Linked DNA regions of Mus musculus: regions 1, 2, 4, 5 and 6 are each linked to region 3. The links are chromatin contacts, called in public Hi-C and promoter capture Hi-C maps. All regions are on one chromosome and are shown on one strand. Each heading gives the region's core, a stretch centred on a gene start, on an enhancer-like site or on the middle of the called end of the contact. The rest is flanking DNA. Distances are from core to core; before and after follow the strand shown. Region 1 holds the start of Coprs (coordinator of PRMT5, differentiation stimulator). Region 2 holds the start of Rasa3 (RAS p21 protein activator 3). Region 3 holds the start of Ankrd10 (ankyrin repeat domain 10). Region 4 holds the start of Upf3a (UPF3 regulator of nonsense transcripts homolog A (yeast)). Region 5 holds the start of Efnb2 (ephrin B2). Region 6 holds the start of Arglu1 (arginine and glutamate rich 1).

Region 1 (2,889 bases), core at 231-2,730, 2.3 Mb before region 3:
AGTGCGTGCTATTTTTAAAGCTTGTTATCATTCGGTGCAGATTTCTCTTTCAGTCAGAGTGTGGTGGCTCACACGTGTAATCTCTGCACTTGGAAAGCTGAAACAGACAGGAAGATCTCGATTTCTAATTGAACTTGGGCTGTCTAGCAAGACTCCTGTTCAAAACAAAATTGGAAGGTAAGTAAACATTTCTGATTCCTTTCCCCAAGCTGCTGTGGGAATAGCAATCATGCAGTGGGAAGCAAGTATCTCCTGAGAACAGGTTAGTCAAACGCGCGCTTGTGTGTGTGCGTGTGTGAAATCTATTTGTGTGTGTGTGTGTGAACGTGTGTGAATGTGTATGGGTGAATGTGTGTGTATATGTGTGAGAAATGTATGTGTGAATGTGTGTGTGAGAAATATATGTGTGAACGTGTGTGAATGTGCGCGCGCGAATGTGTTGTGTGTGAACGCTCATTTGTATGTGTATATGTGTGACAAATGTGTGTATCTGTGAATGTGTATGTGTGAATGTGTGAATGTGTATGTGTGCATGTGTGTGTGTGTGTGTGTGTGTGTGTGTGTGTGTGTGTATGTGAATGTACCTAAATACAATCTGCTCAGTCTATACAATGTTACTTGCATGTGTAGGGCTTCCAGGGCAGACCATTGGGTACTGAATAACCAACCACTGAATACTGGATAACCAACCACTGGGTACTGGATAACCAACGGTACTCTTCCTTGGGGAAGGCTATCTCTCCCACTCTCAGCAATCCTTAGTTGCCTATAGTTCTGTGTGTAGGGTTGAGGCTTTGTGAGCCAATTAGCATGTCTACTGGTATCATCTTTGTCCAGCTCCTGTTCCAGTAGTCATGTGGGCAAAACTTTTTAGCTGTAGCCTCTGACACTCCTAAGAGAAACGGAAAACGGAGAATTATTCAACAAAGTCACATTACTGACTTGGAGCACTGGCTTTTGACTCTAAGTTCCTAACACCACCTTGTTTTTGTGGTGGCACGTTGTTTTGCTCCTTTATCCTGGTTCCTTGCAGATTGACTTTAAAGACGATCATTAAATCAAAGCAGCATGTCTCCAGGCTGCTGGGTTATCATTTCAGATCATTTCAGGTTGCTGAAGTCCCTCATTAAGGGATGCTGTAGTGCGGGTGCAGCCTGCAATCTGGAAAACCCTGTGATTGGGTAGAGAGAAAAGTGATGGAGCCCATCGGCTGTGACTGTGTGACACCCGGGTGGGCTCTATGTGTCATTTCACAATGCAGTAGGAAAGCCCCGTGTGGCTGGGATGGCTCAGTGCCCAATCAGGCCTAAGGCTCGAAACCAGCACTAGAGGTCAGAAAGAGCTGTAGAGCCTGCGGTCCCGCACAACAACGCAGGTGGGCGTGCCGTCCGGCGCTGCCCCTGCGCCGCCCCGCCCCCTCGGTCGCCGCGCCGCCCCACGCCGATTGGCTTGTCCGCAGCCCGTCGGCCGTCACGTGCCGGAGCGTCCCAGGCGCCTGGCTGTGGGCGGCCGGGCATGGACCCTCAGGCAGCCACCGGTCGGGGCCCGGGCGAGCGGAGTTCGCAGGAGGCCCCCAGCGCGGAGGTGAGCGCGACGGGGTGGGGGACGCGGGCATCCGCGACCACCCAGGCGGGAAACCGCGGGGTTCACGCGCTGCCGGGAGGCCGCTCACCCGGGAAACGCCGGGGCCGCGCGAGTGCACGCAGAGAGCCTGGCCGGTAACGGCAGTGGGCGCGGGAACGCGCGCGGACCCGAGCCCTAGGCTGTGGCTGGCGCTGAAGGGAGAGGGACACTGGGGCTGCTGGGGAGCATCTGCGGGAGTGAATGCAGGGAACGCGGAGCTGGCTTCCCGGAGCCGGCTGCCCTGAGCCCGCTCCAGCCGCAGGGGGCTGGGTCAGGTGGGAGCTGCGAGGAAACGGATTTTTTTTTTCTCACCTTGAGGACCTCTGGCCATTGGTGGGGATGTGTAGCTGACCTTGGACGCCAGATGTCACCCGTGCTTTTTCCCATTTGATGAAACGAATGGTCCCCTTGTGACACGGGTTTTCAGAAACTTGTTTTTAAGTGCGCGCCATACAGCCTTTCCCCATGACCTGCCCGTATTGCATCCACCTACTGCGAGCTTCTTGACTGTAGACATCCTGTTTCCCAGAAGCCGCACCTATGCCTGGTGTATCCTAATTGGATGAATGAATAGAACGCTTACCAGAGCCTCAGTGATGGTACTTGAAGCTGCTATTCAAGTACCAATAGATTTGCAAAGAAAATCACTTTTGCAAAATAGGAGAGTGATGTTGTTAGGGCGGATCTGGAAAGGATGTTCTTGGGTGAGAGGGTAGGCCCAGCAAAGGTCTGGATATGAGAAAGGGCAAGGCAAATGGCCTTGGAGCTTGGGTCGGAGAGCAGGCTTCTTACAGAAAGGAACGTGAGAGTCAATATGAATGGCATTGCTGGTCTGTGATGGCAGTGGAGGGCTCGCGAAGCTTTTAAGTGGAAGGGTGAGCAGGAGTAGGGAGATAGGCGTGAGGTTCAAGTAAGAGGTCCAGCACCATAGGGGGCAGCAGTGGTCTGTGGTTATCACGGACTACAGGAGATAGAGTCATTAAAGCTCAGGGGTGACTAGATAATGAACGGTAATTAGGGTGAGTGCTAAGTACAGTTTATTTACATGCAGGATGAAGGCTGGAAAGACAGCCATGGTGGTCTTACAGAGTTTGGCTTGGCTCTTAGCACCCACAACAGATGTCTCAGCCCTCTGCAACTCCCTCTCCAGGGGATCCTCCTGGTATATTCACACACACACAAATATACACAAATAAAATAAATATTGCAATTTAAGTCAAAGAAGTGTTACTTCTTGCAGTCTAACAGGTGGTTTTGTTATTATTG
Region 2 (2,890 bases), core at 320-2,819, 2.0 Mb before region 3:
GTAGCGCTCTCCAGTGGCTTCTGCTTCTGTCAGTCCTTGCATCCAGGTTCCTGCCTTGACTTGATGATGAACTCTGAGGAAAATAAACCAATTCCTCCCCAAGTCCTTTTGTTGGAGAAGGGTCTACTACAGGGTTTCTCTGTGTACTTCTGGCTGTCTTCAAACTTACTCTGCAGATCTGGCTGGTCTTGAATCCAGAGATCTGCCAGTCTCTGTCTCCTGCACTGAGATCACCACCTCTCCCCTCCCCATCTTATTTATTTATTTATTTATTTATTTATTTATGGTTTCCAAGTTGTTTTTGGTCATGGTGCTTTATCACAGTACAGCAGCCCAGCTAAAGCAGTCTTTTGGTGATTTTGTGTCCTTCCCCACCACCACCCCCATCCCTGTCCAGTCATGTGCCTCCTACCCAAGTTCTCTACCACTAAGCTGAGTTCCTGAGCCGGAGATTCAGGGTTTTAGATGTGTTAACCCAGAGCGGCTCCCTCTCTTCCCAGTCAGAGCCTGTCTATGGCACAGCAGCTTCTGGAGGGTTCCAAATCAGCTTCTCTGGAGTTCCAGCACCTTCCTGGGTGTCCTGCCTATACACTGTATTTCTGCTCTTTGGCTGCTGGTGAGAGAGCTACCGTATAGCACCAAGGGATTTTTGTGTCACACCTTTCAGTTGGTGTATCAATGACCTAGCCTCCTGACTCCTCAAGCGATGCCACTTCCGTTTTCAGTCCTACCGAAAGGCAGGCCTCCTTCAAACCCACTGCAGAGGCTATCTCTACCGCCACTCCCCACCCACCAGGGCCTCTGGGAGACACTTCTGTGACTACTATAAGGAACGAGGGACTAGAGCTCTTGGCCCTCTAGGAAAGCTGGGAGTTATGCCAGCTGCAGGAAAAACTTAGTGGAGGGATCGGGGATAGGACCTCACAGTATCGTTGTAGAGATACAACAATTCTAAAGTTGCATACCAATCAAATTGCCAGTAAGCACCAGGTTTGAAGGTTCTGGAATGCTAAATTCAAGGGCCGCGTTGAGGCTGCCCAAGCACACCACAGGGTAAGCAGGGACTGCTTGCTGGGCACAGGGTCCACTTGCCCTCACTTTGACAGCATATCACCTTCTGATTTCTCCAGAGCGATCGGCAGGTGTCACTTTTCTCAGTCGCTGAAGCTGGGGCTAGAGGAAATCTTTTCCTTTCATACCTTTTGTTTGAATATAGCTTTTTAGATTTTAAGTGCGAGTCGGTCTTACGGGACCTGGCGGTCAAAACACAGATCAATACTCACGATCTCTCTTTGTCCCAGGTCCAGAGAGACCGGACCAGCGAGGGCTGTGAAGAGGGACCGCTTCAGGGGCACTCCAAGGCAAGTCCCTTCCGATCCCGCCTTAGAGTCCGCCTCCGCCTCCTTACAGACCCGACCAATGGAATGCAGTGTTTGACAGTAGGCGGAGTCGTACTACCCCACCCCATGCAGAGCCTTAGCCAATGAAGATCGGGGCTCTGGCGAAGGAAGGCGCCCGCAGCCCCGCCCCCGAGCTCTGCCAATGGAAGGGCGCGAGGCGGTGCACCCGGTCAGAGCGCGGACCGCAGCGCGCGGGGCTCTGGGGGCATCCGCAGCTCGGCTCCGTCTGCCGGCTTCTTCCCCTGTCTTGTCCCCCTTCTGCGGCCGCGCTGCCGGGCCCTCGCGCGTTGGCGAGGTCGACAAGCAGCATGGCGGTGGAGGAAGAGGGACTGCGGGTCTTCCAGAGCGTGAGGATCAAGATTGGTGAGGACCGCGGTGGCGTGGGCAACTCCCCAGACCCCTGTTCTTGGTATCCGGCCGGGCTGGACCGGCTCCTCGTGTTTCTCCGCCTAGACTGCCCGGTTCTCCGTGGCATTGCGGGGGAGGAGGGACCTGTATCAGGGGGCGTCTGTTTGTGGGAGTGAGCGCGCGTGGTTGCCTGCGTGTGTCCGTGTGCGCAGCACCGCTCCAGATCCCAGGCGCCTGACTTTACATGCACGAGCACGCGCGGATCCGTCTGGGTGCTCCCACTTCAGGGATCGGGTCTACTGATGTCAGTCTCCTGGTGTCCTCTCCACAGTTGTGCGCAGGAACTTATTTCCCAAGGAGGGGGCGCCCCTTCACCTTTTCGGCTGCTGCAGGCTTCGAGGCCGTGCACGCGCGCGACCGTGTGTGTGTGTGTGTGTGTGTGTGTGTGTGTGTGGTGTCTGCGCGCTGCAGGCCTGGTGATGGAGCCACCAGCACCTCCCCCTCCTTTCATTGAGAACTGGCCGTGGGAGCTGTGGCCGGCAGGCCTGGCATTCAGGCTGCTCTGGGCTGGTCGGGACTTCGGCAGCAACGCTAGGAACGGGGAGTGAAGTGGAACTGGAGAGACCTGGAGAGGACTTCCTGATTTTTTTTTTTTTAACCTGGAGATTTCGTTTTTCCCAGTTGTTTTTTATCTTGTGAGTGACGTGTGAGTCTACTTCCTTACAGTGGTTTTCTGAAGTGACCGTTACACATCAAGTCATTAACACACTGGGCAGGGGCCAATTTTCTTGGAAGGAATTCTGGGTCCTAGTGCACCGTCCCTGTAGTCTTTTCCCTCTGAACTGCGCCCCACATTACTGGCCTGTTCCCATGTGAAAAGGCCCCTAGTGGGTGGCAACAGTCACAGCCTGGTGTCAGTTGTTGATGACATTCGATGCTGTCTGAAGAATGCCAGCTACTCGCAATCAGCGTGTTGCTTCCTGTCCGCTTTATTTTGCTTTTGAATCATCGCCCGAGACAGTTTGATCTTTGGTTCAGAAGCGCTGCGGAGAGCATGTGGTGTTTGGGCTGGAGCAGAGGGCACGGGAGGGATTTCTCTTGCTCTTATGCCTGGAATTGCTGTCAGTTTCCATCTGAGGAAA
Region 3 (2,900 bases), core at 126-2,625:
TGGCTCAGTATGATTTTCAAATTTTATAGCCAGGAGGTGGTGGTGCTCGCCTTTAATCCCAGCAGAAGCAGGAGGATTTCTGAGTTCAAGGCCAGCCTGGTCTACAGAGTGAGTAGACCAGGCTGGGCTACACAGTGAAACCCTGTCTCGAAAAACCAAAATTAGAACAAAAAGAAAAAGAAAAAAGAAAAATTTCAAATTTTTTACAACCATAGCATTGTACCATTGGAAAGAGAATTTAGTAGTCAATTTTTCTAAAATTTCTTTCACCATGTGCCCAGCCTGCTCACGTGACTCATGCTTTACAGTTACAGACGCCAGGGCCTCTCGATTCTCTCTGGCATCCATTCCAATTAAGGCATACCGAAGTTAACTGGCTGCACCCTTGTTTTCGGGTTTTTAATGAGGAGCTGTGCTCCGCAGGCGCCCAATAAACACTAATTGGAGGAACTCAGGCAACCGCGGAAGCAGGCCAGGGCCGGCTGCCAGAGTCCTGAGTCCCCACTCGCGAGTGTGCCTGGCAGAGCAGCAGCTCTATTTAGAAGTAGCGCCTCAGGCATCGTCCTCAGCAGGAACCTGCGGCCGAGCTCCAACCGCTCCAGGTCACACCCACCAGCGCCAGGTCACGCCCAGCCGCCCCAGGAATCGACCAGAGCGCCGCTCCGCTCCAAATCCCAGACTCTCCTCCTTTAGTTAAGGCGTGGCTTTCAGCTGCCAATCACAGAGAGGCCGGCCTGGGCTTTGGCCTTGCCCCAGGCAAGGTTTACAGCCAGGGTCGTAGGCCTCCGGCTTCAGGCGAGGTCTCAGGCGCGGCCTCCTCAGGCTTCAGTCGCAGCCAAGTCTCCCCCCTCCTTTTTTTGTTTTGTTTTGTTTGTTTGTTTGTTTGTTTTTCGTGACAGGGTTTCTCTGTATAGCCCTGGCTGTCCTGGAACTGACTCTGTAGACCAGGCTGGCCTTGAACTCAGAAATCCACCTGCCTTTGACGCCCAAGTGCTGGGATTAAAGGCGTGCGCCACCACTGCCCGGCAAGTCTCGTCCCTCTAACCACACTAACGTGCAGGCCCACCCTCAACCCCTACACCTTCAGCGTTGGCATCAGTAGCGGCCTCCTCAAGCGGTGATCGCCTCCCAGCCCCTAACTTCACCACCAGACGCCTAAGGCGGCGTTCCTGCGCAGACCCTGAGAAGGCCCCGCCCTGCAGCCAAGGCCACGCCCTATCCCAGGCGCCAGCCTCAGCACCACCTGCGGGAGGCCCCACCCTATCCAGGCGCGGGCCTCGCCCCACCACGGGCGTCAGCAGCGGTCGGAGGCAGCGGACTGTTAGGCCCCACCCTCTCAAGGCGCAGGCTCCGCCCCGTGGCTCAGGTCCCGCCCTCAGTGCTCGCTGCGCTCGGATGCGGATGGGACGCGGCAGCAGCTCGCCTGTCCTTTGTGTTCGAGTGGCGGCAGCTTCGCAGGCCTTCACCGGCACATTCCTCTGGCCGATCAGTCGCGTGCTTCCTAGCGACCCATCATGTCAGCGGGAGCGGGCGCGGCCGTGGAGGCAGGCTTCTCCAGCGAGGAGCTGCTGTCGCTCCGCTTCCCGCTGCACCGCGCCTGCCGGGACGGGGACCTGGTCGCGCTCTGTTCGCTGCTGCCACACACGCCGCGCGCTCACCTGGCCGCTGAGGACTCCTTCTACGGCTGGACGCCCGTGCACTGGGCTGCGCACTTCGGCAAGGTGGGCGCGGGCACTTTAAGGCGCCATTTTCCGCGTGGTGTGCTGTTAGGGTCAGAGCGCACCCCACGGTGTCTGGAGAGCGCGGTCGGCAGCGGCAGCGCAACCCCTGAGAGTTCCAGGGCGCATGTGCGGTACCGCGCGGTCTGCGACCCAGGACGGTGGGGGGTGGGGGGCGCGGAAGCTGCTCAGACGCCGCGGGCGCCTCGAGGGCTTCAAGGCGCATGTGCGGCGGGCGGCGCGCGACCCAGGACCTCCGGGGGCGCGGGGAGTGTTGGGAGGCGGGGCGGAAATGGGGTCCGTCTCGCCGGCTCCCCCGAAGGATCCAGGGCGCATGTGCACACTTGTGGCTCTTCCGAGCGGGGCGGGCAGACTGCAGTTGAGGCCGTTTGCGCGGAGGCCGCCGGGCTTCGGGAATCGTGGCGAGGAGGAAACTGGGGGCCTCGCGCTTCTGTCTAATGGAAACCGGGTGCAGGGCCCCCTGAAGGCACGGAGGGATGGGCGCTGCCCTCGTAGCCGGGGGTGTCAAGTCTGCACCTGCTATGGCCGACGGCGGGGTCGCGGCCATGCCTATCGGCCCCCTCTCCACCGGGACCGTCCTGTGTAAGCTGCGCTAATTGGCCCCGTTCTCCTGGTGTTGAAAGGTGGCATGCAGTTGGGTGCAGGTAGTCGCTGGGAATCCACCTTCTCGTGGTCGCCTTAGTTAACCTGCACACAGAAGTGCTTCTGCGCCATAAAGCGGCAAAATTCACGCTGTACTGTTTACCAGAATTTGATCTAAAGCTAAAGGAGCATTTTCACGTCTACGGAGAACGAGTTGTAGACTTGACTTTGGAGACCAGTATTGTAGCGGAGGCGAGGACGTTGTAGTTCTGAGCTTTCCTATCTGAAACCTGGATGGTCTTAAGATACGGAACCATCTTGTTAACCCGTTCCAACTATTACGGAAAGCTCTTAGAGGCGAAAAGGCTGAGCCTTTCACCCCAGCCGGGCCATGTGTTACTGCTCTCCCTCCTGTAGGTTTCCAGCGTGTTTCCCTAGGTTGTACCTACCAGTGATGCTCAGGTTACCCAGTAATTTATGGGGCTTATTTATTCCCGGAAAACTGGCCATTGTGAAGGCTAACTATCTTGCTTTTACCAGATGCCCCATTTAAAAGGACCCTCCACAATTCCAAAGCCA
Region 4 (2,783 bases), core at 171-2,670, 2.1 Mb before region 3:
TGACATGCTGTATTTTGAATGGGTGTCAGACCACGTACCAAGGAAAAACTAAATCATTCTCCCCGTCTCACACACAACTCTTTTCACAGGTAGGAACGATTCCATTCCATTTCACAAAGAATACAGAAGTTTAGAGAAATCTGTTGTTCGTACAGAGGGTGCAAGTTACAAGCTGGGACCGGAATTGCACACCGAGTAATTGCACACTGTTCTTTTAGCCATTTTTCTAAACTTCAGCCACCTGAAAACCACCTGTGGTTTTTCAAAGGATACCCATTTAATTATTCATATTTTTATTAGAATAGACTTTAAAAAAAATAACAAAACAAAATTGGTATCCCAAAGGAAAGCGTATATGACACAAATGAGAAAGAATACCATAAAAGGATATAAAAATAAGTATCGTGGAAAACCCACGAATTCCTGTGGCACTGACATCTGCTGCTTAGGTCAGCCCTGCGTTGCTCGCATCCCCACAGGCAGGGAACCTTCTGGCTGGGTGGTGGTGCAAGCAATGAGAGATTCCACTTCTCAGGGCTCAGTTACTGGTCCCTCACTAGGGAAAACACTCCAGACTCAACGTGTGTAAGGGATGCAGTCCGGTTTTGCTCATCATACAGTTTATTAAAAGCTACGCCGAGGAAGGCATGGTAACGGGCTGACGAGGTGACTTGCCCGCTCCTAACGTGGGCGTGCACTGACAGCTGGGAGGGGACTGCAACTGCGAGCGCCCGCGGGGTCCTCCATCCTTCACCAGTGGGTGTCCCGCAGCAGCCCTCACCTGAGGTCCGCAGCCACCACCTCGAAGTAATCGTGCGCCGGCAGGGGGCGCAGTTGCTCTTCCAGCTGCTCTTTGGTGAGGCCCGGGGGCAGACGCCGGAGGACCACCTGGGATGACCATTGCGTTCACTCAGGTGCTGCCGCCCGCCACGCCCACTCAGCCTGAGGTTCCCCGGAGCTCGGGGGACCGCGGCTCCCCAGCTCCACCCCGACTCGCTAATCCTAGTCCAGACTGCTCGCAACAGCCCGCATCACTTCGGAGACTAGGCTCCGCCCCTGAGATGAACAACCCGCCCCGCCCTCCCCAAGCCCCGCCCACCGGGGGGCTTAGAAGCCGTCCTCTCGCGAGACTTGCGGGCCCCGCCCCCACCTTGCTCAGGGCTGTCCTCTTCTCCTCGCGAGGCTTGCCGGCCCCGCTCTCACTTAGGGTCGGGGCCGGAGGCGCCGCCGACTCCTTCCGCGGTGACTCGCGGCGGCAGTGGGTCTCTGAGCTCGATAGTTTCTCCCTCCAGCTCGGGCCCCGCGCAGCCAGGGCTGCGCCTAAGCCTCCGGCCCCCTCTTCCGAGCGCATCCCCACCGGCCGGCCGGCCGCCGCCACCTCCGCGAGAACGAAGCCTCGCGAGGACTAGGCAGCCCCTCCCTTGGAATTCGGTGTTCAGTGTCCCCTCCCCGGCCCTGACAGGGAAGGGGCGGTGCCAATGCTGGCCCGCGCCTGTAGGGGGCAGCGCGGCAGTTTTTAAAAGACAGCGGACGTCCTAGAACGGCGGCGACGGTGAAGGAGATCGGTGCTGCCAGCCACGCGGAGAGCAGATGCTCACTCCGGACGTCCCGTGCGCTGCTGACCTGCGGTGGGGACTGGGAGCCCCCGGTCCACCCGGAGTCACTGGGACAGTACCGAAAGTAAACCCGTCGCTCTCCTCGCCCCACTCTGCCCTCCGCCTCCCTCCTACACGTTTTCTCTGTTGAGACAGGGCTTTGTGTAGCCTTGATTGTCCTGGAACTCACTCTGTAGACCTGGCTCTCCTGGAGCTCAGAGATCCTCTGCCTCCTGGGATTAAAGGCGTCTGGCTTTTTATTTTTATTTTATTTGTAGCAGATATACGAACAATACAGTTTTCCCATGTGCTCAATGATGTATAGCACCATTCTCCCTACGTTAATGGTAAAGGAGAATGAGAGATTTTCAGAAATCGATCGTGGCACTCCTGAAATGTGACGTTTTAAATAAGCCAAAGACTCAAAACCGTTTAGGTCTGCGTCAAACAGGCCTCAAACATCGAGAGTTCTATAAAAGCCTGGGCAAGAGCGGTTTTCCAGTATTTCGTGTTGCAAAGAAAGCTAGGACTGAGCCCATCACTTGAACCAGCTCAGTTTGGAATAACCAGTTACACTGACCAGAAGTTCTGATAGCCTCTTAACCTTTATTAGGAAGAAAACACACGTGTGAGAGGCTGATAAAAATGTGGACGACGAGTTGTCAGGAAAAACCAACCCATACCCAGTTGTTAAGATAGTACAAGGTCGATGGATAGTAACTTCACAATGGAAGAAAGTTGGAACATTACAAGCTTGGAGCCAAAATTATCTCGGGCTGGCTTTTGCCCCCTTAAAGATAAAGCCATTGACTGTCCTCCTGTGTGCCTGACCCAACACCCTTTCACCTGTCTGGCAAACTGCTGGTTAGTTTATGTCAGCTTGACTCAAAATAGTCACTTGGTTGTGAAGAGGAAAGAGTTGAGGCATTATTTTCATCAGATTGGCCTGTGGAACAGTTTCTTGACTAATGGACGTGAAAGGGTCCCACAGCAGTTGGACCTTGCTTGTAATAAAGCCAATAAGCATTCTCTGTGGCCCTGCTAGTTCTTGCCTCCAAACTCCTACTTGAATTTCTTCTCTGATTTCCCTCACTGAGGGATGTGACCAGAGAGCTAGAAGAGGAACTAAATCTCTTCCTCCCACAAGTTGCTTTTGGTCAGTGTTCAGAGTGTAATGAGTTGTGGAAA
Region 5 (2,700 bases), core at 80-2,579, 3.0 Mb after region 3:
CTCCCCACCCACAATCATATTGCAGGCATAGTTAAAAATAGTAATTACAGAAAAGGGTTTCTTAAAGCTGTATTTTGGTGTGTTCAATACATTGTGTTTTGGTCTTAAACGAGTTTTTCCAAACCAATTCGTAGTTGCAGTATACACTAACTTACATTAAGGTTTTTGAAAGTCAACACTTTTTAAAGCTCGAAATTTGTTTTAAAGAAGGATGAAGGGGGCGGGGGGGGTGTTGGGAGTAGTTAGTAACTAAATCATGGGGCTTGTTTTTAAAGATATCGGTGTGGAAACTGCTTAGTTCCATTTGAAGAAGTTCTGGTATTGATGGACAGCATTGTAAGAAGAGACGTGGTTAATTTTTGCTGGGCCATGGGCTGTACATGGGACTGTGCCTTCCACCTACTTTGTTCTCTCTGATAACGGGCATCTTAAGCAAGTGGTTTTCGACTTGGGAATATCTGGATCCTTAAGATTTGATCCTGTAACCGGTAGGCTTGTTCTGAAGTACGGAGAGGCAAAAGTGGGCGCTAGTGGGCGCTGTGGATCCGTAGAAGTCACAGCCGTGGTTCAGTTTTTCAAAATCGGTCTTGGGCAAGCAACCGAGTATCACAACTGCCACTTCTCTGACTGATAGTTGTCCGGGTCACACCTAACTTCCTGGCCACTGTGGGGTCGCGGGGTGTCCCGGGAGCTAGTGAAGAAAAGTCCTCCCAGACGTTGGTAGTGGAGCTTTGGAGGCGCTGTTCTTGCGGGGAGAGGACCGGAAAGGGAGCGGGCGCACGGAGTTGGGTCTCGGGGTCGGGAAGGGCGGCAGACTGGCTCGCACTGCCGGTGGGCTGCTAAGGCTCTCAGCCTCGTGAGAGTCTGATTTGAGTTGCGTCGGACCGGGCCGGAACACTTGGTGCCAGAATCAAGTTAGAAGGCCCTCAGTTAATGGCTCAGAGGGATCCGCCAAGTACCAGGGCGCCATACGCGCGAGGGGCGGCAGGGAGCGAGCGCCACAAGGCGGAACGCTGCGTCCACCACGTCTCGCCCTATCCTAGCGAGGGCACTCGCCAGCACAGGCACTTGCCGGGCGAGGTGACCCTGCTGGTGCGAGTGGCTAAGAGGCGACCAACCCTGTGCCCGGCGCCCAGCGGGGCTCGTCCTGGGGGCGGGGCTCACCTGTCAGGGGCGCCCTACCTCTGGGTGCCCAGTGTCGGGTAGGGGGCGGCAGACTGACGGGAATGCTGCCCAATCAGCGCGCGCTCGCGGCGCGGCGAGCCAATGGGCTGCGTTTGACTGGGCGGGGCCCCGCGTTTATAGTGCTCTGACAGCGCGCCCGGCGCGCTGACTCTCCGCGGCGGGGACAGAGGCACCGGTCGGATCGCGGAGCTGCGCGCAGAGCGGGTCCTGGCGCCCTCCCCGCACACAAAGGCCCGCGCGCGTCAGACGCCTGCGGGGGTTCCAGTGCTCTCCTGACTGCTTAGTGGCCGCGAGTTGCGAGGATTCAGGAGGCGCCCTTTATCTCTGCGCTCCAGGACATGGAACCGCGCCGACGCGGCGCTCGCTTGCCCGGGCCACTGCCCGCTGTCCTGGATCTATAGTCAGGCGGCCCCTCTCGGGGAGCAGCACCCGCCGCCTCACACCGACTCGTCTCTCCGCTGCGGGCCTTTGTCCCGGCCCAGTGCCCTCGCCGCGCCCGCCCTCCGCGGCTGGCCCGGCACCCTGGAGCCGCACGGGAGCCGACTGTCCCAGCTGCGTCCGGCGCAGCGCCCCGGAGCCCCGAGTCCGCCGAGCCGCCGCGCCCCGCGCGTTCGACCCCACCCCGCGCGCTGAGGGACGCGCAGGGTGAGCGCACCTGGCCTCGGCGACCGCGGGAGCGGCGCGGCGTGTCCGCCCCGGAGGATTGGGGGTCGCTGCCCGCGGCCGGTCCCAACGCGTCCCGGAGTGCGCAGAACTGGGAGCGGCTTGGGCATGGCCATGGCCCGGTCCAGGAGGGACTCTGTGTGGAAGTACTGTTGGGGACTTTTGATGGTTTTGTGCAGAACTGCGATCTCCAGATCGATAGTTTTAGAGCCTATCTACTGGAATTCCTCGAACTCCAAGTAAGTGGTGTCCACGAGCCTTCTCTCTTCCGCGGTGCCCTCGGCCGGCGCCCGGGGTACGCTGTATGGTCCGGGCGGGAGGAGGCCTTGGACCCTGTTTCTAGAACCTGGGGCTCCTGTCCCCTATCCCCCACCCTTCCACATTTCTCTAGGTGGGGACCGGTTGATCTTGAGAGCGCGGGTTCCAAGGGTACTCTAATTAGGCTCCAACCTCAAGTGCTCTAGGAGTCCCAAAGCCCTGGCGACTTGGTGGCATGCCCGGTAAGGTGTCTGATGGCGCTACCCGGCCTCCTTTCTTTTTCGAGGACGGAGGACGTTGCCACTAACGGGGCTACAGACACACATTGGCGGGCTCCGAGAGATGCTGCGCTTGCGAGGAGCGCGGGAGCCACGGGCCGGGGCCCAGCGAGAAGGCGACAAGAACTGAGAGTCTGGGGTGGTGGAGCGTCCCTTAGAGGAAGGGAGCTGGGCCCGGGGCGTCCCTGAGCCGGGATACCTCGGCGCCTTCTTGCTAGCCCGAATGTGCGCGGGGAGCTCGATGGCTCAGCCAGAGAGCTCAGGCGGCGAGCTCTCTGCATGTCGGCCTCTCCCTTCGCGTCGGAACTGGTGGTCT
Region 6 (2,772 bases), core at 270-2,769, 2.9 Mb after region 3:
GACCTTGGTTTATGCCGGGCAGTGGTGGCACATGCCTTTAATCCCAGCACTTGGAAGGCAGAGGCAGGCGGATTTCTGAGTTCGAAGCCAGCCTGATCTACAAAGTGAGTTCCAGGACAGCTACACAGAGAAACCCTGTCTCAGAAAAAAAAAAAAAAAAAAAAAAAGACCTTGGGTTACATCCCCAGCACCACACACACACATAAAAAGAAAGAATGAGGCTACGATGGTGATGGTGTACGCCTTTAATCCCAGCATTTGGGAGGCAGAGGCAGGCAGATCTCTGAATTCCAGATCAAACTGGACTACAAAGCTAGTTCCATGATAGACCACAGAGCTGTCCAGGGCTGCAGAGAGAAACTGTCTCAAAAAAACCTACACATACACACACATACAGAGAGGTAGAGTGGAATCCTTACTGCCTTTGAACCTCCAGAAGAACCCTTCCTCTAAACTTCATGAATTGGACCTAATATGCAATGTTTCAGCATTAAAAGGTGGGCCCTTTGGGAAAGAGAGTAAGCCCTGGGGCTTTGGTTTAAAAAAAAATGCAACTAGTGTGTTTTGTGTGTGTGTGTTTTGTTTGGTTGGGGTTTTTTTGGCCTAGTGTTCTTAAGATGTTTACAAGGGAACCCTTATCTTATGCATTCTTTTCCCCTCCTAAGGTCTCCTGCTGGAAGCTCAGACAGAATCCTTAGCACAAACAGATCCACTACTTAATAGAGTTCTCAGCCTCCAGAACTGTAGGAAACAACTTTCTCTTGGGTATAAAATAATGAGTCATTGGTATTTTGCTATAGCAGCTCAAAAACTAAAAGACTCATTGAGATAGGCCACTACCCATTTTTCTTTTCGATGTCTTTAAAGAGAGCTATTGCTCTCTGGGACTAGGCCTTGAGCTCATTATGTAGTCCAGGCTGGCAAAATCCACAAAACTGTAACCTTTTAAATAAAACTTTATTAAGAGCATTTAACTGGCTCTAACATATACATTCTTAAGAAAACTTGGGACTCCTCTGGGCATTGTTCTAATTTATTGTTTGTTTACAATAAATTATTAACAATTTATTAATTGTTCTGGTTGGTATGTATGCATGCATGTATGTATGTATGTATGTGTGCAACCCCAGCTGGCCTCCAACTTACTAAATAGCCAAGGCTGACCTTGGACAACTGGTCCTTCTGATCCATCTTCTAGGGGCTAAAATTCTGGGCATGTACCACCACATCCAACTCACAATTGATACATTCTCAATGCTGGCTAAGGAAACAACAGGACTTTCCCAATTACTCGGGCCTTATCCTGTCTTTCAGCCAAGGCTCATCATAAATATTCTCCAACTCCTAAGGTTTTCGTGGGTCTTGTTGAGGTGAAAGTTAAAGACCTGAAGGCTGGCCAGCATTCTTCTCTTTAGTTGCCACGCAGCGGCGGAAAGAGCCGAGCGCGCTCGGCCGCATTCGCCGGCCCTCCTAGGCGACGTCGTCAGGGGGCGGGGCTCGTGCCGGCACGCTCGGCGCGGGGCATTGTGGGAAGGGCGGCCGGTGCTGCCACAGCTGCCATCTTAGGGACTCCGGGCCGGGCCTGCTAGGCCTTCGCGGCGGAGGCGGCCGTGTGCGTGGCGGGTGCGCTTGGGGCGAGGCGGAGGGTCCGCGGGCGGGGGGCCGCGCTTCCCAGCGGCGAGGGGGCGGCCTGCGGCGGGCAGCGGGCGACAGGCGGCGGGCGCCGCGCGGCGCGAGGATGGGCCGGTCGCGGAGCCGGAGCTCGTCCCGCTCTAAGCACACCAAGAGCTCCAAGCACAACAAGAAGCGCAGCCGCTCGCGCTCGCGCTCGCGGGACAAGGAGCGGGTGCGGAAGCGCTCCAAGTCCCGGGAGAGCAAACGGAACCGGCGGCGGGAGTCGCGCTCCCGCTCGCGCTCCACCAACGCGGCGGCATCCCGGCGCGAGCGGGAGCGCGCCTCGTCCCCGCCCGACCGCATCGACATCTTCGGGCGCACGGTGAGCAAGCGCAGCAGCCTGGACGAGAAGCAGAAGCGCGAGGAGGAGGAGAAGAAGGCGGAGTTCGAGCGACAGCGAAAAATGTGAGGGGCGCGCGGCTGGAGGCGCGGGGCGCGCTCACGGGGGCCGGGTGGGGCGGGAGCGCCGGCCCGGAAGTCCGAGTTGAGGGCGCGAGGCGGGAGGTTGGCGGGGCTGCGGATCCCCGGGCCCGAGGCGTTGGAGCGCAGGGCACCTGTGCGGGGGTCCGTCCCGGGGCGCGCCCGGCTTGAGAGTGTGGGCCCTTTCTGAACCTCCTTTCATACGGTCGTTCAAAGACAGATGCACAAAGTTGCAGCGGACACCCGGGGTGCCTCTCCGGCCCCTCTCTTTTTTGTCTTGGCCTCAGCCCCTCTAGTGAGCATGCTTGACCCTACTGTTGACCCTGCTGTTTGCCCGCCTAAATGCTTCTAGTTTCAGAGCGCTCTTATCCGAATTTTTCACTTAGGGCAAAACCGGTTCCCATCAGGGGACTGGACTTGAAATTTGGGGGAAGATCACGTGGTTTTGAGTGAGGCGGCTTTCGATGTGAAAGTAGGTGTTGATGACCCAACCAGAGTAAACTTGAACGTTGTGAAGTACTTTTTTAAAAAAGATGTGCCCAGCCCCCCTCCCCCCCCCCGCCCCAGCCACGTGGAGCAATAATACTAAGCATATGTGTTCCCTGTTAAGCCAGCCATCGTTTCCGGAGTAATTAACTGAAGACTTGAATAAGTGGTTATGAAGCAGGAACTAGGTAG

What was found. Promoter capture Hi-C pulls out the DNA fragments that hold promoters and counts their contacts. Hi-C and Micro-C count contacts between places; a contact is called where the count stands out from the background. Capture Hi-C pulls out chosen DNA fragments and counts their contacts.
Region 1: a contact with region 3 is called in a promoter capture Hi-C map of adipose tissue, with 4 times the contacts expected there. The contact joins the promoter of Coprs here to the promoter of Ankrd10 in region 3. A contact is called at or near these places in 3 of 39 promoter capture datasets (liver and pre-B cells) and 2 of 9 other capture datasets (adipose tissue and liver).
Region 2: a promoter capture Hi-C map of pre-B cells shows a contact between it and region 3, with 5 times the contacts expected there. The contact joins the promoter of Rasa3 here to the promoter of Ankrd10 in region 3. A contact is called at or near these places in 2 of 39 promoter capture datasets (liver and pre-B cells), 1 of 115 datasets of contacts at active chromatin or transcription factors (astrocytes) and 1 of 9 other capture datasets (liver).
Region 4: a contact with region 3 is called in a promoter capture Hi-C map of pre-B cells, with 5 times the contacts expected there. The contact joins the promoter of Upf3a here to the promoter of Ankrd10 in region 3. A contact is called at or near these places in 4 of 39 promoter capture datasets (the C10 cell line, embryonic stem cells, liver and 1 more), 1 of 484 Hi-C or Micro-C datasets (embryonic stem cells), 1 of 115 datasets of contacts at active chromatin or transcription factors (embryonic stem cells) and 2 of 9 other capture datasets (adipose tissue and liver).
Region 5: a contact with region 3 is called in a promoter capture Hi-C map of pre-B cells, with 2.1 times the contacts expected there. The contact joins the promoter of Efnb2 here to the promoter of Ankrd10 in region 3.
Region 6: a contact with region 3 is called in a Hi-C map of regulatory T cells, with 8 times the contacts expected there. The contact joins the promoter of Arglu1 here to the promoter of Ankrd10 in region 3. A contact is called at or near these places in 3 of 484 Hi-C or Micro-C datasets (CD4 T cells, embryonic stem cells and regulatory T cells) and 1 of 115 datasets of contacts at active chromatin or transcription factors (thymic regulatory T cells).

What each region holds. Positions count from the first base shown.
Region 1 is chr8:13,888,862-13,891,750 of GRCm38.p6, reverse strand. Coprs (coordinator of PRMT5, differentiation stimulator) reads left to right here and starts at 1,480. Exons shown (of 4, transcript NM_025556.3): 1 at 1,480-1,584. The coding sequence starts at 1,516.
Region 2 is chr8:13,676,266-13,679,155 of GRCm38.p6, reverse strand. It overlaps Rasa3 (RAS p21 protein activator 3), which reads left to right and starts at 1,569. Exons shown (of 24, transcript NM_009025.2): 1 at 1,569-1,763. The coding sequence starts at 1,709.
Region 3 is chr8:11,634,232-11,637,131 of GRCm38.p6, reverse strand. Ankrd10 (ankyrin repeat domain 10) reads left to right here and starts at 1,375. Exons shown (of 6, transcript NM_133971.3): 1 at 1,375-1,721. The coding sequence starts at 1,515. It overlaps Mir7238 (microRNA 7238), which reads left to right and starts at 1,396; the gene lies at 1,396-1,438.
Region 4 is chr8:13,784,252-13,787,034 of GRCm38.p6, reverse strand. It overlaps Upf3a (UPF3 regulator of nonsense transcripts homolog A (yeast)), which reads right to left and starts at 1,420. Exons shown (of 9, transcript NM_025924.2): 1 at 1,151-1,420; 2 at 782-888. The coding sequence starts at 1,351. Gm46032 (a long non-coding RNA gene) reads left to right here and starts at 1,979. Exons shown (of 2, transcript XR_001778519.2): 1 at 1,979-2,783.
Region 5 is chr8:8,659,871-8,662,570 of GRCm38.p6, reverse strand. It overlaps Efnb2 (ephrin B2), which reads left to right and starts at 1,329. Exons shown (of 5, transcript NM_010111.6): 1 at 1,329-2,087. The coding sequence starts at 1,957.
Region 6 is chr8:8,689,284-8,692,055 of GRCm38.p6, reverse strand. It overlaps Arglu1 (arginine and glutamate rich 1), which reads left to right and starts at 1,519. Exons shown (of 4, transcript NM_176849.3): 1 at 1,519-2,079. The coding sequence starts at 1,739. It overlaps Mir7654 (microRNA 7654), which reads left to right and starts at 1,894; the gene lies at 1,894-1,963.